Linked DNA regions of Mus musculus: region 2 is linked to region 1. A link is a contact called in public HiChIP or PLAC-seq data. All regions are on one chromosome and are shown on one strand. Each heading gives the region's core, a stretch centred on a gene start, on an enhancer-like site or on the middle of the called end of the contact. The rest is flanking DNA. Distances are from core to core; before and after follow the strand shown.

What was found. HiChIP or PLAC-seq counts read pairs in DNA pulled down with a chosen protein or histone mark.
Region 2: a contact with region 1 is called in a FOXA1 HiChIP or PLAC-seq map of pancreatic cancer cells. The contact joins two enhancer-like sites. A contact is called at or near these places in 1 of 39 promoter capture datasets (the HPC-7 cell line) and 1 of 115 datasets of contacts at active chromatin or transcription factors (pancreatic cancer cells).

What each region holds. Positions count from the first base shown.
Region 1 is chr5:63,822,059-63,829,958 of GRCm38.p6, reverse strand. All of the region lies in intron 1 of 0610040J01Rik (RIKEN cDNA 0610040J01 gene), which reads right to left. Among named protein-coding and RNA genes, the nearest start is that of 0610040J01Rik, 14 kb to the right of the region's middle. Within about 2 kb of position 2,763, at least 99 of the 459 cell types and tissues checked have an H3K27ac peak or open chromatin away from gene starts, as enhancers often do. A contact at or near this core is called in pancreatic cancer cells, where this site is marked.
Region 2 is chr5:64,501,565-64,509,464 of GRCm38.p6, reverse strand. Gm52815 (a long non-coding RNA gene) reads right to left here. Exons shown (of 3, transcript XR_003955927.1): 3 at 3,685-6,034. Among named protein-coding and RNA genes, the nearest start is that of Gm52815, 9.8 kb to the right of the region's middle. Within about 2 kb of position 4,089, at least 309 of the 459 cell types and tissues checked have an H3K27ac peak or open chromatin away from gene starts, as enhancers often do. A contact at or near this core is called in pancreatic cancer cells, where this site is marked.

The sequences.
Region 1 (7,900 bases), core at 1,514-4,013:
GTATATAGCTCTGGCTTCAAACTCAGGATCCTCCTGCCTCAACTTTCTAAATGCTGCCTTTCCTGGCATACACTAAAAATCCTTTGGCAAATCACCAATCAACAGCAGACATTTTAGACTATTTACAAAGTAGGCGTGGGAGTGCCGGATTGTAACTGTAGCATTTGGGTTACTGAGTCAGCCAGGCTGGGTTTAAGGCCAGCTTGGGTTATGTACGTAGCAAGACGCCATCAACTCTGTATTCACCAAATGATTTTGATTTTTTTCCTTTTAATTATTTCAGATTTGAGACCAGTGAAGCACCCCTTCCTCCGGGCTTAACCCACAAAAGATTCAAACTCATGGAATCTTTAGTTTTCTTAAACATTTCAACATAGTCTTGAACGGTAAAATTACGTCAACATTTATTATCACATCTTAAAAGCTTAAAGTCTGAATCAGTCACTCAATGACATTTTAAATCATAATTCACAATACTAGACTAAATCATTAACACAATACCTTAAAAACCATGAATATTTAAAATATCAAAAGACTTTTCCATGAACTCATCTAAAAGTGTACTTTGCATTTTATTTGGCTCATCAAACTTAAACTTCACAGTGAAAATTACCTCGTGGGGAATTTTTTTTTTTTTTTTTTCTGTTTCAAGAATGCTGGGGTTACTTTCTTACGTCATTTTCTCAGAGTAATCAGGGAGTTGTGATTCAGTTCTCTTCACCTATACTTGGTTGAACAGGGGGCCTAGTAACTTTAAAAAAGACCCACTAGTTGCACCTGTGTCCACCCTATTAGCTAATTCTTGTCCTTTACAATTCTGCCAGCTTCCGCAAGCTGCCCAGCCAACTGACCCAAATCAATGAACATGTTTCCTGTCGACACTACTCGAGAGTGTCTTGTACACCTTATCTTGTCCTCAGTGGTAACTTATAGTTGTGCCCAGAACACATGTATTGCCTCTATGACGAAAGCCTCAGGGTCATTTGATGATGGGTGGTTGGGAAATAGAGACTGCTCATAGAAGGGCCGAGGCTGTGAGGAAAACAGACCACGTGACAGAAGCAAAAAAAAAAAAAGGACTCCACAGAGACATCATTAGGACTTGTGATGGAGATGTACCACGGAACTTTATATAGTCTTGGCTGAAGTATGACCATGACCTATGATCAGGGAAAATTCTTGTGCACAGTGTGGAAAACTGAGTGAACGGGCATCCAGGTATTAAAAGTGAATGAGAAGTTTGGAGCTAGGAAGAACAATTTCTCAGCAGTGCCAAACCAGGGGCTCACACAGGCAAATGCTCTTTACAGCTGAGTCACAGCTTCAGTTCCTAACTTGGATTTTTAAGAACAACACAGAGTCTGTTTGAGCTCAGATCCCACCATGGAGAAGGAAGCTATGCATATAATATTACGCCTGGCTGTGGAGCTACTGGTAACAGCTGCTGGAAGAGGCAGTTTTCTCTAAGAGTGGAGGTGCAGGCAAGTCTACTACACACACAGTCAAGAAGAGTGGGGTGATACAAACTTCTCTTGGAAGATTAAAACAAACAAACAAACCACGAACTTGAGTGTAGGAACTGGGGAGGAGTTGGGAGAGGGACATGGATGTGATTAAACCACTAGGAAGTTCCCAAAGAATAAAACAAATCTATACAAAGAGAAACAAGTAAAGAGGCAGCCAGAGCATCCAAAGTTAGAGCCTACGGTCATTCTAGATTTTATTTTCCTTTTAAAAAAGATGTACTTGTGTTTATTGAGAGTTGACTCCTATGTTGTGTTTTGTTATTATTTGCTAGAGTTTAGAAACTCAGGAGAGAGAGAGAGAGAGAGAGAGAGAGAGAGAGAGAGAGAGAGTTAGAGTTGGTGTGCTTTATTCCAGAGAATGGGGGATGCAGTAAGAACATACACAGAGGAGGTTTAGCTTTTTTGTTTTTAACCTTATTCAAGGTCAGCCTCACGGGGCAGAGTGGAGGGAAGGCAGTAGGGCTGACTCAGGAGTGGCTACACTGTGGACCTGGGTAGGGTAGAAGGTTGTGGCTGTTGGCATTTCCTCTAGGCTCTGCCCCACAGTTACCTGGAAACAACCAGGTATGCCTCATTTACTATAAAAGGAGCTACTTGCCCCCTCCTTGCTCTCTTGCTCTCCTGCTCTTGCTCCTGCTTGTTACCCCGTCTCTCACCATTCCCCTCCCCCTCCACGTGCTCACAGCTGATCTCTTTCTCCCTCTCCCTCTCCCTCTCTCTCTCTTTCTCTCTCTCTCCTCCCTCAACTCCTCCCTGCATGTCCTAAATAAACTCTATACCGCACTATACCATCATGTGACTGGTACCTCATGGGGAAGGGATGCCCCAGCATAGGCCCATAGAGACTCCCCCTTCCCCCACACCATACCATGCCTCCACCAAACAGACCCCTTCCTCTTCATTTTTTTTTTTTTAAATAAAACACAACAGTGGCCGCCAAGCCTAGAGGTCAGCACTCAAGAGGACAGACATAGGAGAGAATGCTAATCCTCCCCACTCCCCCCCAGCCCCCAGCAAGAGGACAGTTCATAGCAATCACTGACCAGAGAAGAAACCCTGATTTTCAGTGAAAGAAACTAGGCTGAAGGCCTGCTACCGGGATAGTCACCGGCATCTCTTATTAGAAACTGGGTTCCCGGTCTCTTCTGCTTTTCAGAATTTAAATATTTATAGTCAGTTCTCTCCACCTCTTTCCCCACTCAAAGCTTCCTCATTCCTCCGCTTTGAGAACATGCTTCTCTGAGAAGTCCCACCCCCTTCCTTCCTGGCATACAGTGACCCCTAGGGCTCTAATAACCTCTTCCATCTCTCACTCCTTGAAGCACAATTTGCATTCCATTTTGAGGGTGACTCAAAGTTCTCTGTCTCGGGAGACTATGAGGAATAGCCCAGTGAGGAATACAAAGACCATTTACTTCTGTGTCCGGGTCAGCAGAGCACAAGTCCTAGGTAGCTAGTGCTCCGGAAATGGGAAGTCTGCAGTTGGGTACTGTTAACTCAAAATAACCAGGAGGCTAACAGCCCGGGGCTTGTTTACACTTTCAGTTCCCACAGAACAACCTACAGTAAGAAGACAAAGGAGTTTTAGGAGTATATGCAAGTAATACATCCTTGAGTTTTATCCAACCAGAGAAAGCCAACTAATCAAGCCATACCCCAGTAATACCTGGCTGTCACCAATCACCTTATTTCTGTATCTCTGTTTTGACTTCAGCCAGTAAAACCCCTTGCAGAACTGGGGGACTGGGGGCTGGTGTGTAGCTCAGTTGGTAGAGGGCTTGCTGGTAACTGGCTACATTGTGGCTCTTGGCTCCCAGTAGACTCTATTGCAATGATATCTTCTAAAGTTTTGGTTCTCCAATGGTCACGTACATGTGTAAAGAGCTAGTATTCAAAAACTTTATTTGCAAACCGAAATTCTGCATTGGAAGTCCTCTGGAGGGTTGACCTACCTTCTAATGTATGCAACATATAAGAAATGTGTAATGCATATTTGTTGAGTGAACCAGAACTCCTTGCAAGTTGGAAGTCTTATTTCTTTAGGGTTCATTCAAACTTTGCTAAGTGCTTTATAAAGAGAGCCCTTGACGAAGGTGGCTCCAGCACGATTTATAGCTACAGGTCCAGCACGGGCTCTGACAGAGTCATGCTATTAAAGGGCCCCTAGTGCATCTTCTCTAGGACCCGACTCTCAGGTATAAAATATGCTGCCAATTTTGGAGCAAACTCTTCTCTACTTGCAAGCATTTAAAGCCAACACGAAGCACCACTGAACTAACTGCGCCTTTTTAGGGGAGAGAGTAATTTGCAAGCACATGAAGATTAGTAATCGTCCAGTAGGCAAATATTTTTTTTCCATGTGCCACCCAAAGCAAACAAATGAAAACAGAAGCCAGATTTTAAAGGTACAGTGCCCTCTTTCCCTCCCTCTGTGCTTTCATGGCAAAGATCTGTTTCTTGATCTGTCCCAGCTGAGACTAGCAAGAGTATATTGCTTTCTTTTACATTCCGAGGTGATTGGCTCCTCTGCCCCCCACCACCCCCCACCTTAACTCTCAAACCATTATAAAAGAACAACAACAGCAACACATTGGACAGAAGGCACTTGGGTGTTTGTTGATCTCGAATATTAAGAAACACAAGGAAGTCCACAGGATCAAGGCACAGACATATTCTCTTTCATGGAAATTTCAATTTCTTGTTTATATCTTGTGTGTGTGTATGTGTGTGTGTGTGTGCACATGCAGAAAGCAGAGGTCAATGTTGGGAGTTCTTCTCTATCCCTTTCTACCTTGTCATGTGAGGGAGACGCTCTCATGGACCCTGGAGCTTGGTGTTAGGCTGGCCTTGAGCCTATGGGGTCCTGGGCTATGGTCATGTATTGCTGTGCCACCTTTCACATGAGTTCCGGAGGTCAAATCTCAGATGTCCATTTTCATGAAGCAAGCACTTGGCTCATGCCTTCAGCTCTGGAAACTGCAATCTCTAGTGGGGTAGCCTTGGCAATAATTAGAACCTTCCAAGGATGCTTAGCCATGGGCAATTTATCTCCTAAAGAGGCACAGCACAGCAAGATCTTAGAAATGTGCGGATGGTTTTATACCTTCGAGAGGGACTATTATCACTACTCTTGGGATAAGTCAAGGTCACGGGCTTCTGCTGACACGCAATGGCAAGTTACTGACAGCTGCTGTCTTGAAGTCTTAGGGCAGTCTGTTCCAAAACTGTATTCTGTTGCCCATCTGACACGTTTTTCATTTTATGAAGAAATTCAGTTATCATATCAGGAGTCCTCACAGGCTCACAGGCTGACAGTTAAGAACAAGAATCATCACCCCTTCCAAGCACAGGACACCTGGCCTGGGAGATACACACACACACACACACACACACACACACATATATATATATATATACACATACACACATATATGTATGTACATGTAAATATATATATGTGTGTATATATATATATATATATATATATATGCATGCAAATTCTCCCCCTACTTCCTTTTGGCTCAACAATCTCAGTATCTTGTAATTTCTTACTACTATCTAAACTTTTCTGACTGTGAGAGGTATTGGGTTCGGCCCCTTCCTTCCTGTTCTACAATGGAAGGGTTGTATTGCCCTGTCACTCTCCTCTTGACCGCACAGCCTGGATAAGAGGTTATTCATGAAGCATTCAGTCTTATGAAGAACAGAGTTTCTGCATTTGTGAGAAAAACAGTCGATTTAAAAAAAAAGGCAAACCTATAACTGAGGGAGGGAAATATGTGTCAGAATACTAATTTACCCAAGATGAAGACTTATCAGTTATACTCCTTGTTTTTGTATACCTCCAACTTTGTGGTTCATTGTGTGGGTTTATATGTTAAGTTCCGAAAGCATCGCAGACCACAGCTCACACAAGATCAGCAATAGCAGAAACAAAACACTGGTTTGAAAGCGTTTAAACTAAAACTCATATGCACATATAAGCATGAGTGGGTATTCAGTCCAAAGCCGAAAGCAGATGGCAACATTAAAAAAATAATGGAAATGTTTAGGATATGGAAAATGCTCACTTGAAATAAATTAATACTACGCTGGAAACATGCTCGGCACATTTGTAAAGCGAAGAGAGTGCAAGAGTTTCCGAAAGACGAAAGATGGTGGCTCATTTACTTGATGTGATGAGCGCCAGATGCCAGGTGGAACTGAGCAGAAACAAAAGTGCTCTGATTAGCTTCAGGGGAGGAGGAAATAAAAAGCACGGGGCCCTGGAGGTGCGAGAGCAAACACAGACCTGGCCTTGCTCCAATCCTTACCCTCCCCCACCTACCTGCTGCTCTCTAAGGAGATGACCCTAGCTGAGTTCCTGGAGGAGCTCTGAGTCTGTGGATGATGACCTAGCAGCATTCACTTGCCCAAATCCCTCAGTCTGAGGGCTGGAGCTCTGAACTAGGGTTATGGACCACAGCCTGGCCAGTTGGGCTGTGTTTCTGTAAGTCCCCAAACACCCTATGAAAAGGGCCCTGGACGTCAGAGAAGACCAGCTCCTACAGTTGTAGGAGATCTCTGAGATTATCAACGAATTAAAGGTGTGTCTTCAACAGCAATGCAGTTTCCTTTAAGGACTTTAGGGTATTATATGTGCTGCAGAGGGAGTGTACCTACCTGGGGGTGAACAGGTACACCTGAAGGCCATTTTCATTTTCCTTTCCCCAGGATAACTAATTAGAAGAGTGTCCCTAGCTAATTCTTACTGTGTACACACACACACACACACACACACACACACACACACACAGAGAGAGAGAGAGAGAGAGAGAGAGAGAGAGACTTCCCGGCTCTGAAATCTTACTAAACTGTGTGTGTGCTGGTCTAATGAGTACCTTATACCATGTTAAACATTATACTGAGTCTGAGCTTGAGCACATCATTTTCTAGAGTAGAAAATGAGTTAATTTACTTGTCAGACCAATAAAAGCCATGTTATTTCAGATACTGGGGATTATTCTGAGAGGGGATTGTGCTTGCAGCAAAAGAGGGCAGCCTACCTAGGCTCTGGAATTGAGTCAGGGCTTACCTGTGGCGAGCCAAACTGTTAACCCTAGTGGGCCTCAGTTTCCTTGTCTTTGGGGGATACTGAACCAAACGAACTCTAAAGCCCTGCTGGGACTGAACATTCTAGAACGAATGAGATCTGGGTTCAGAAGAGAGCACAGTCACTTTGGGAAAGAGGGACAGAAGTTCCATGGCAGAAGTAGGAGAGCAGGCTCATGTTCTGAAGAGTCTGTTTTCTGATTACCAAATGGCAGGTAAGAATTGCAGTCCAGAGTGCAGAAATGGCTCGTGTAGACTTTGAGTGTGCCTGTGACCTCCACTCTTATCTGTTTAGAATTTATTCTTCCTGACATTTTCTCTTAAGCTCCTGCATAATCGTTATGTGATTAAAATGAAACTGTTTGTCGTCAACAACAGTTTTAAAATTCAAGACTCTATCCTAGACCTCTTCAATGAGGTCATCATGGGGGCATCTGTCTGCTTTTAGCCAGTGCGGAGTGTCCCGGGGCACCTAAGAATTTAATTAGCTGGTACTTACTGATGCCGTGATTGTTTTTGAATACAACAGACACCCCTGTGTGTGCAGGCCCTAGTATTTAACCATGATACCCCCTCTTTGGCTTTTCACTTCCAACCAATAGCCACACTGTGCAAGCTCACTTTCCATCACAGGGACCCACTCACTTCTAAGCTCGATTCAACTAGAAATTCAACTAGAAAGCCAATAACATCTTTGTGTGTGCATGTATGGAGGCCAGAGGACAACTCCAAGTGTCATTCCTCAAGTGCCATCTACCTACTTTTTGAGGAGAATCTCTCACCATTCTGGAACTTACCAAGTAGGCTAGAATGGCTGACCAGTAAGTCCTAGGGACCTGTCTGTCTCTACTTCCTCATCCCAGGGATTACAAGTGCACAGTACTTTTTTTTTTTTTTTTTTTTTCCAAAATGTGGGTTATTGGATTTGAACTCATGTCCTTGTACTTGTAGAACAGGCACTTTGCCCACTGGGTCAACACCTCGATCTCATTAATCATCAGATGTTTTCTCCTCTCTAAGTCCTTATCTTCTTGTTTCTTATACTCCAGACAGCTGCACATCTTAAGACACTCCAGTTCCAAACCTTGACAGTTTCTCACTGACCTGTACTGTCTCTATCACCCAGAATGTGCTTTCAGATACATGGGCGTAGGTAGCATGGGATTTTGGGTGTGTTTGCAGCTTATACTTTCGATGGAGACTCAATTACATCCTCTAGAGACGGCTAGGAAGAATGTTATCAGGGCTTTGGAACACAAGGGTGGCTCGTACGGCCTGTTCGC
Region 2 (7,900 bases), core at 2,840-5,339, 680 kb before region 1:
GTATGCGGAATTTGGGAGGTAGAGGCAAGAGGATCAGAAGTCCAAGATCATCCTCAGCCATATGACTAGTTTGAGGCTAGCCTGTAGATCTAGGCTCCAGAAAAAGAAGAAGAGGAGGAGGGGAAGAGGGGGAAGGAGCGGAAGGAGGGAGGGAGGAAGAGAAGGAGGAGGAGGAGGAGCAGGAAGAGGAGGAGGAGGAGGAGGGGTAGGAGGAGGAGGAGGAGGGGAGGAGGAAGAGGAGGAGGAGGAGGAGGAGGAGGAGGAGGAGGAGGAGGAAGTGCCTTGTTTTTAATCCTACCCCTTCCTGTAACTCAGTCTGGAGTAGACCGAAGAATCAGCATTTTTTTTTTTTTTTTTACCAATAGATCAATTGATCTTGATGCAGGAGGTGGTATGAGGTATGTGTTGCGATGTCTCCTTTGTATTGTATTACTCCTGTCTTACACATAGGGTAGTGAGCTGACAGTGAGTTCACAGTCTGCATGCCAATGCAGGCAGAGTAGTTTGTGGGTAGAGCTCCTTTGATCCTGGAGACAGAGGAGGCTAGGAGAGCTTGCTGTAAAAGGTGGATAAACAGGATTTTTTTCCCTTTTGAGGAGGGGGTAAATTAGATCCTGGAAGCACTCCCAGACTGTAGAAAAGTGTGCTAGCTACCAGCTGTTCTGGGAGAGTGACTCACCACCCTTGTGCCAGCAACCAAGGGTGGTGAAATGGATTACAGCCACCTCTGTGGGGGGTGACAGGAGGTGGCAGTGTGACTCCAATAGGAGTGCGTGCACCACACCTTGTGGACCTGTGCATTCCAGAGAGGACCAGACCTCCTGCACAGATGCCGATCTGTGCTGTCAACTCCTGTGGCCCCAAAAGAAGAGGGAAGTGGGAGCCAAATAAGCCATCTCCAAAGGAACACAGATGCAGCACTATTTAGTCATGGGTATGAAAAGCCCTGTGTTTCAAACTCTGTCCTCATCCTCTCCCTTGCTGGGAAATCTGGTCCGTTCTACCTCTTACGTGTCTCCTAGGTAGGTCCCATCCCCCTCTCTGTGACACACAGGTCATTGCCCTCTGTTCATTCCCACCACCGTGGCCCATGCTTCGACCTCCATCATCTCTCATTTGCACTCAGTAGGTCTTCATCTTCATTGTCCTGTTTCCTGTCTTTCCCGCCATTCATCTTCTACCTAGCCTCAGATCTGTCTTCTCCAAAGTGCACGACTAAGCATAATATTGTCTCACTTAAGATCCATAGCCCTTAAACTTTGATTTTTTTTTAAAACTCCAGTGTGGGTGAGTATCACCCAGCAAGCTTGTGAAAACAGGGTGGTGCTGGACCCTTCTGGAATGTTCTTCATGGCTTCTTTATTTGCTGAATTCCTGAGTAAAGTTTCTTGTCTCCTGCACATACTGTGAACACTGAGTGCTGCTATTTTACTGAGTCTTCCTAGAGAGCATCAGGTACCATTACCCTCCCATCTTCCCAGCATCGTGTATTTGATGCACGTGGGGCTCATGCAGGCTTAGAACCTTGTTCAGAGTACACAGGTACTATATGAAGGAGCCAGAATTTCTCCTGACTTTAGCACCTGGACTGTTATTCAAGGAGATATTCAACTAATGGTAATTAAATAAACGAATTATATTTATTAACATCAGGTAAAATTTGTGCCTTGACTAGGAAAATAAAAAACATTCTAAATGATTTAAGTTCTTCATGATATGTTAACCTGAGATACAGCTATCATTTGATACTAGGTGCACTGTTTCTTTTATCATCACTGTGACAAGATTCCTAAGAGGCCAGCTTACAAGGAGAGGGCTTTGTTTGGGCCCATGGTTTCAGAGGCCTCAATCCATTATGGTGGGAAAACATGGAGGGATATCTTACATCATGGAAGCCAAGAAGGGGGGCAATGCTGGCATTTTACATTTCTCTTTCTCCCTTTTATTCAACCCGTGCCCTGTGGGATGGAGCCCACCACATTCAGGCTGTCTTCTCTCCCCATCCTCCTTGGACGTATCCTGGCAGACACATCCAGGGATGAGTGTCATTGCTACTTAGGGGATTCTAAGTCCAGTCAAGTCGATGAGGCAGATTAACCATCAAACAAGACACCAGGTCCGTCTGTGACAATGTGTGTGTCTATATGCTACTCAGGTATCACTGTATTTTAAGGGCAAGAGCCTGAAGGATGGAGAGCTAGATATCATTGCTCTCTACTTTAACGGGGCCACCATTTATCCATTTCTTTCTCTCTTCTCTTTTCTTTATTTCTGTCTTCTTCCTCCTCCTCTTCCTCCTCCTCCTCTTTCTTTTTCTCCTTTCTTACTCTTTGTTGAGACAGGTTTTTTTTTTTCTATGTAGCATTGGCTATCCTGGAACTTGCACTGGAGACCAGACTGGCCTTGAACTCACAGAGATCCAACCTTCCTCTGCCTTTAGAGTGCTGAGATTAAAGGAGCATGTTACCACTGCCTGGCCGTTTGTCCACTTCTATCTGGCTACCCCCATTACTTCTTTGCATTTGTTTGTTTGTTTGGTTTGGTTTTTTTGCATAGGGTTTCACTATGTAATACAACGTGGTGAATGACCAGAATCTTGATGGATCTTGGTGAATTCTTTGATGAATCTCCAAGAAATTCACGGGCTCTGCCATAATTCACGGGCTCTGCCATGTGAGTAGCACCTACAGGTGCCTGAGACCCAAGCCTGTACCATTGGAGAAGCCAGAACTAGCGCAGCTTCCAAGCCTTGAGGTGGTCTCAGGAAGTCAACGGGAGAAGTCCTGTGCTGCTTGCACTCAGGGTGGCCCTTTGTCCTGCTTGCTGAGTTCTCCTTTCTCAACAGAAGCCAGCAGCCAAGCCTGGCTCCTTCATGAGATTTTTTTTTCCTCCCTTGGATGCAGCAGAGACCTCTTTCTACAAGTCCCAGAACTGTTTTCCCGGCTTTACAAACGAGGAAGCATGAATCTCTGTAGAGAAGCCTGCAGCCACTGGTTCTAAATGTTGAAGGAGAAAAATGAATGTATTCTTAGCCTGGACCTGCTAAGGACAGACCATGCACTGACACTTCCTGCCGGGTGCACCTTTCCTCCTCTTGCACACATGCTCCCCCTGCTGCCGGAAGCTGGAAGTGCGCCCGTGGGTGGGGCTGCGAGGACCACCTTAGCCCATGTTAATGCCCGCGTCAAAAAATTCCAAAGGAGTGACCAAAGACGAAATCATAGTCTTAAGATTCTTCCAAAGGTTCCGAATAAAGCTTTTCTTTTTCCATATCAGACATAGGCTTTGTAATAAAGGATGAATGTACACCTCCGTACCCTTCCTTAAAGGGTTAAATGAACGCAAGGACTTCAGGGTTAGAGTCGGTCACAGTTCCAGGATTTGATGAGCCTCGGCTTCTTTACCTGTACTTTGAACACAGTGACATTGTGCATCTCACAGCATAATTGTGGAACACATCCATGAATAGGAGTGTGCTAAATGTTATAACATAAACAAAATTACTGTGTGCTGTCTCTTCTAACATCCTCTTTCCCTCTCCTGCCTCCCCCTCCTTTCCCTCTCCTTTCCTCTTCTTTCTATCCCAGCTCCTCTTTCTCTCCCATTTTTAAAAACATATTTAAGTGGACATTATTTTGAAGCAGCTTAACCCTCCCACACCCCAAAAGGAAGGAAGGCAAAGAAAGTTCAGCCACAAACCGGAAGTAACAGAAAAAAAAAAAAAAGCCAACCCGTATCTCTGGCAAAACAGTAAAAAAGTGAAAGAAAGAAAGGAAGAAAGAAAAAATAAAGCAGTTTTAGGCTTTCGGGAGATCAAGTTCTATTTAGCTAACATGGGTTGCCAGCCTGGCTTGACCCCCTAAGTAGGGGGTTTTAGAGATGACTGGATAATTCTTGACCTCCGTTTGACCTCATAAATAGGAATTCTCATTCGGCATTGTAGGAGCTCTGGAGCTAGTAGGTTCCTGCCTTTTTAAATGTAGGTCTCTCCTCCTTTTCGCCGGTGGCAGTGGGCGGGCATGGGCTCGCGGCAGGGAGGGGCCGCCACGCCTGCGCCCTCCTGGGAGCCGCCCTGCCCTGCTGCTGCTGCTGCTCCTGCGGGCAGCTCAGGGCCCCGCTGGCTCCCTCCCTTCCTCTAGCAGCTCTGCCACGTGGTAGATTGGCTACTTCTGGGAATGTGAGAAAGCACTCCAATGAGGGCCATACCAAGAACTTTACAGCTCTATAAATTGTGTTAAACTTTCCTTACAAGCGTCTGTTTAGAGGAGACGAACCCTTAGATATTCTCTATAGCACAAGAAAACAGGGGCGACGGGACCAATCAGGACAGTGCTGGCTGTTGTGCTTGCTTAGTTCTTGAAAATGTTATAGCATTCTTTTGTCTTTTCCTTCTTGGGGGGTGGGGGGTGGGGGAGCGGTTTAAGGTAAGGAGGGGAGGGTCTAAAAAAGATGCGGGTGAACATCACCTCACCAGCTTTCATGGAAGTTTCTGCCCTAGGACTGAGGAAGAAGACAGCAGCCTTTCTGGCCCTGAACTTCTCCAAGTAAAGTGCTTGGGGAAAGGGGACCTATGTCTCTCTTTAGAGTAGCCCAAGTATATGGTACAGTGACATGGAATCAAATAAACGCATTCTTAAGGTTGGATCTTGCCACGACTTAGGCTGTGTGTTTTGAAACCGCTTAGCCAATGACCTCCCACTGTGCATGTGCAATGGAAACCTCTGTGTGTGTGTGTGTGTGTGTGTGTGTGTGTGTGTGTGTGTGTGTGTGTGTTGACCATGCGCCTGTCAACAGGAGAAGTCAGCCTGTGGTATTGATGGGAAGAGTGAAGAGGGCAAGGCCACAGAGCTGGTTTCCTGGGAAGGCCAGCCTAGGTCAAGGTCTGAATGCCGTATTCGGTACCAGTGATGATGGGTCTGCCAGCAATCCTTCATGGTAAATTAAACAACTGGCATTTGAAAACATAAGTCAAAATAAACATTTAACCTATTTATTATGTATTTATTTTACAAATTACACTGGGTGTGTTTCCAATGCAAAAACACACACACACACACACACACACACACACACACACACTCGGGTACCCTCTTAAGTAGAGAGCACATTTTAAATTAAAATTTTATTTTAATAGGTCATTTATTTCTACAATTCAAAAGTCAAATTTTAGAACACACTGTACCTGAAAGGTCTTGCCTAAACCTCCCTCACATCATCTGATTTCTTCAGGTTCTTTTTTTCCTTCATCGATAACCATTTTTTTAAATGTTACTTGTTTATGAAATTCTTGTAGATTCAGAGCCTGACCGTAAGTTGAGTCGCACACGGTTATGTTTTGAATTGGGTCTCTTTAAGTGGTATCTGGCTGGCCTAAACAACCTGCCTCTTGCCGGGGACCCCCAGGGACCACCGAGGACCCAGGAGATGGGCTACAAGAAAGAGAACCTGAGAGTTGAAGCTGCTATAGGGGAATAGGGTGACTCCATATGTTCTTCAAGAATCCAGCCAGACGAGGCTGGTTCGTCGAGTGAGTCCTGGGATTCTTGCCTGCTACTGATGGGAGTTGCTGGCTAGCTTCACAGGGAAAAGCTGTCTCAGGGGAGCTGCAAGGAAGCCCGGGACAGGTACAGGTCAGATCACACAGATCCAGCCCTCCCACAGCTTAAGGGTTTGCTCGGAAGAAAGAACCCCATACAGAGCTGGACTCTCCAGAGGTTCTCCAGCTTGAACAAGGCCGATCAGCTGGCAGGCAGGGGTAGGCTGCAGAATCAGCTTTTTGTCTTGTTTGGACTTCTGCCAGGTCTGTTGCAACAAAGTGCAGCCAAGGGCAGAAGTTTCCCATTTTGGGGGTGATAGATGCTGGAAAGCTGAGAGTCTGTGCACGTCTGAGGCTTGAGAGTGATGATCTGTTCCAGAACTTTCTCCTTGCCTTGTACTTACTTGTCTGATTTCTGTGTCTTCACCCTTTTGTGTTTGTCTGGATTCCCAAGGCCCTGGACTAGGATCTACCCTAAGTGCTTCATTTTAACTTCACCTTTGTAAAAAGAAAACACAAAAGCACCACTTATGAACAAAGCTACATTCTTGAAACATTGTTCAAAAATTACTTATAAACAAAGCTACATTCTTGAAACATTGTTCAAAAATTTATAGAAACATCTTGCATGGAAGTGAGGATACTATTGTGGTTTGAGTGTGCCTCCCCCTCCCCCCCCCCCAATTTCATGTGCTGAGAGCTTTCCCTCCATTCATTAGTTGGGGGCATTGGGCTTGATACTAGATCATTAGGACAAGAGAGTGCTGCACTGCAGGAGTGGGTTACTAGGGCAGGAGTGCTAGACTTAGTAGAAAAACACGACTGGCCTCTTGTTCACATGGCTGTTCCCATGCAATCTCTAGCTCTTCTGCCTTTTGCCATAGAATGACCCAGAATGAAAAGCAGCCCTTGATGAAATACCTTTATCAAGGAGTCCCTGGCCTCTAGACAGTGAAAAAAAAATCTCTCTTCTTAAAAGCTGCACAGTCTGAAGAGGACAGTGGTGGTTCATGCCTTTAATTCCAGCACTCCGTAGCTAGGGAGGTAGGAAGATCTCTGAGTTTGAGGCCAGCCTGGTCTATAGGGTGAGTTCTTAGACAGCCAGGGCTTTACAGAGAAGCCCAGTCTTGGGGGGGAAAATTACCCAGTCTGTGAGGATTCTGTTAGAGCAGCACAAAATGGACCAATAGACTCTAGCCTTTACTTTTTGCTTATTGTTTTTGGGACAAAGTCTCATTTCATAGCGCTGCTGTCCTGGAATTCACTATGCAGACCACGCTGGCCTTGCGTTCACAGAGACCTACCTGCCTCTGCCTCCTAGTCGATGTTTCAAACCAGATTGGAACTGGAAGTCCTTTTACCTCTACCTCCAAAATGCTGGGTGTGCAGGCATGTACCACCATGGCTGACTCGAAAGCTATTTCTCAAGAGAACACAACTGACATCGCTGTCACCTCTTTGTACCTTTGACTGTGTCCACCTGCCTACAAAAATGCTGTCCTCACACCATTCTATCATGAAAAACCAAGCCACACCAGTCTGGGAACATGTCCCGTTCCTCATCTGTGTGACACGAGGGAGGCAGTGTGAGACCCCGGAGTGTGATCACTCATTGTGGCCTCTGTATATGAAATACAGTATGGTCTTCATTATGGAGAATGGCCCTGCGGTTCCAACAAATCTTTCATCTTTATAAAATCCCAGGTAGGGAAGCTCTCCCTCCAGTCACAGTCCTCTATGCCTAGATTCTATGAAACTGCTTGTGACTTGGACTCAGGTTTTCTTTACCTACGCTTTGAGATAGAGACTATTCTCTAAGGTCTGCCCGGGCCTTGGGTGTGATGGCCTTGGATTAATTTTTTTTTTCTCTTTGTTTCTGTTAAATATGGCCTGGCACCTTTCCTGGGACGCTGTGACAAACACTTCAGACCCATTTGTGTTGCTGGGTGTGGCTTTGCCTGCACCTCCTCCTCACAAGGTGAAAACAGGAGCTGAGTGCCACTGGAGGGAGGGATTCTGCTCCCGGAAATCCCCCATGGAGCCAATTCCGTTCCAAATCTTTCTCAACACCCAGAGGAGAAGCACAACAGCTGGTAGCTCCCCCCTGCCCCCCCCCCCATGATTCTATATTCTGGGACTGGAGGGACAGAGTGTGTGTGTGTGTGTGTGTGTGTGTGTGTGTGTGTGTGTATAAATGTATATTAACGGATCTGAGGTTGAAAGTTAAGAAGTAGATTTGGAGCCTCAGTTGGGTCCACAACTCTGGTTGCGCCTGGCCCACCCTCGTTAGATCTCTTCACTAGGCTTCTACTGGACGGTTACCATGAGAAGCAGAGACCTAGGACACTCTGAGAAGCAGAGACC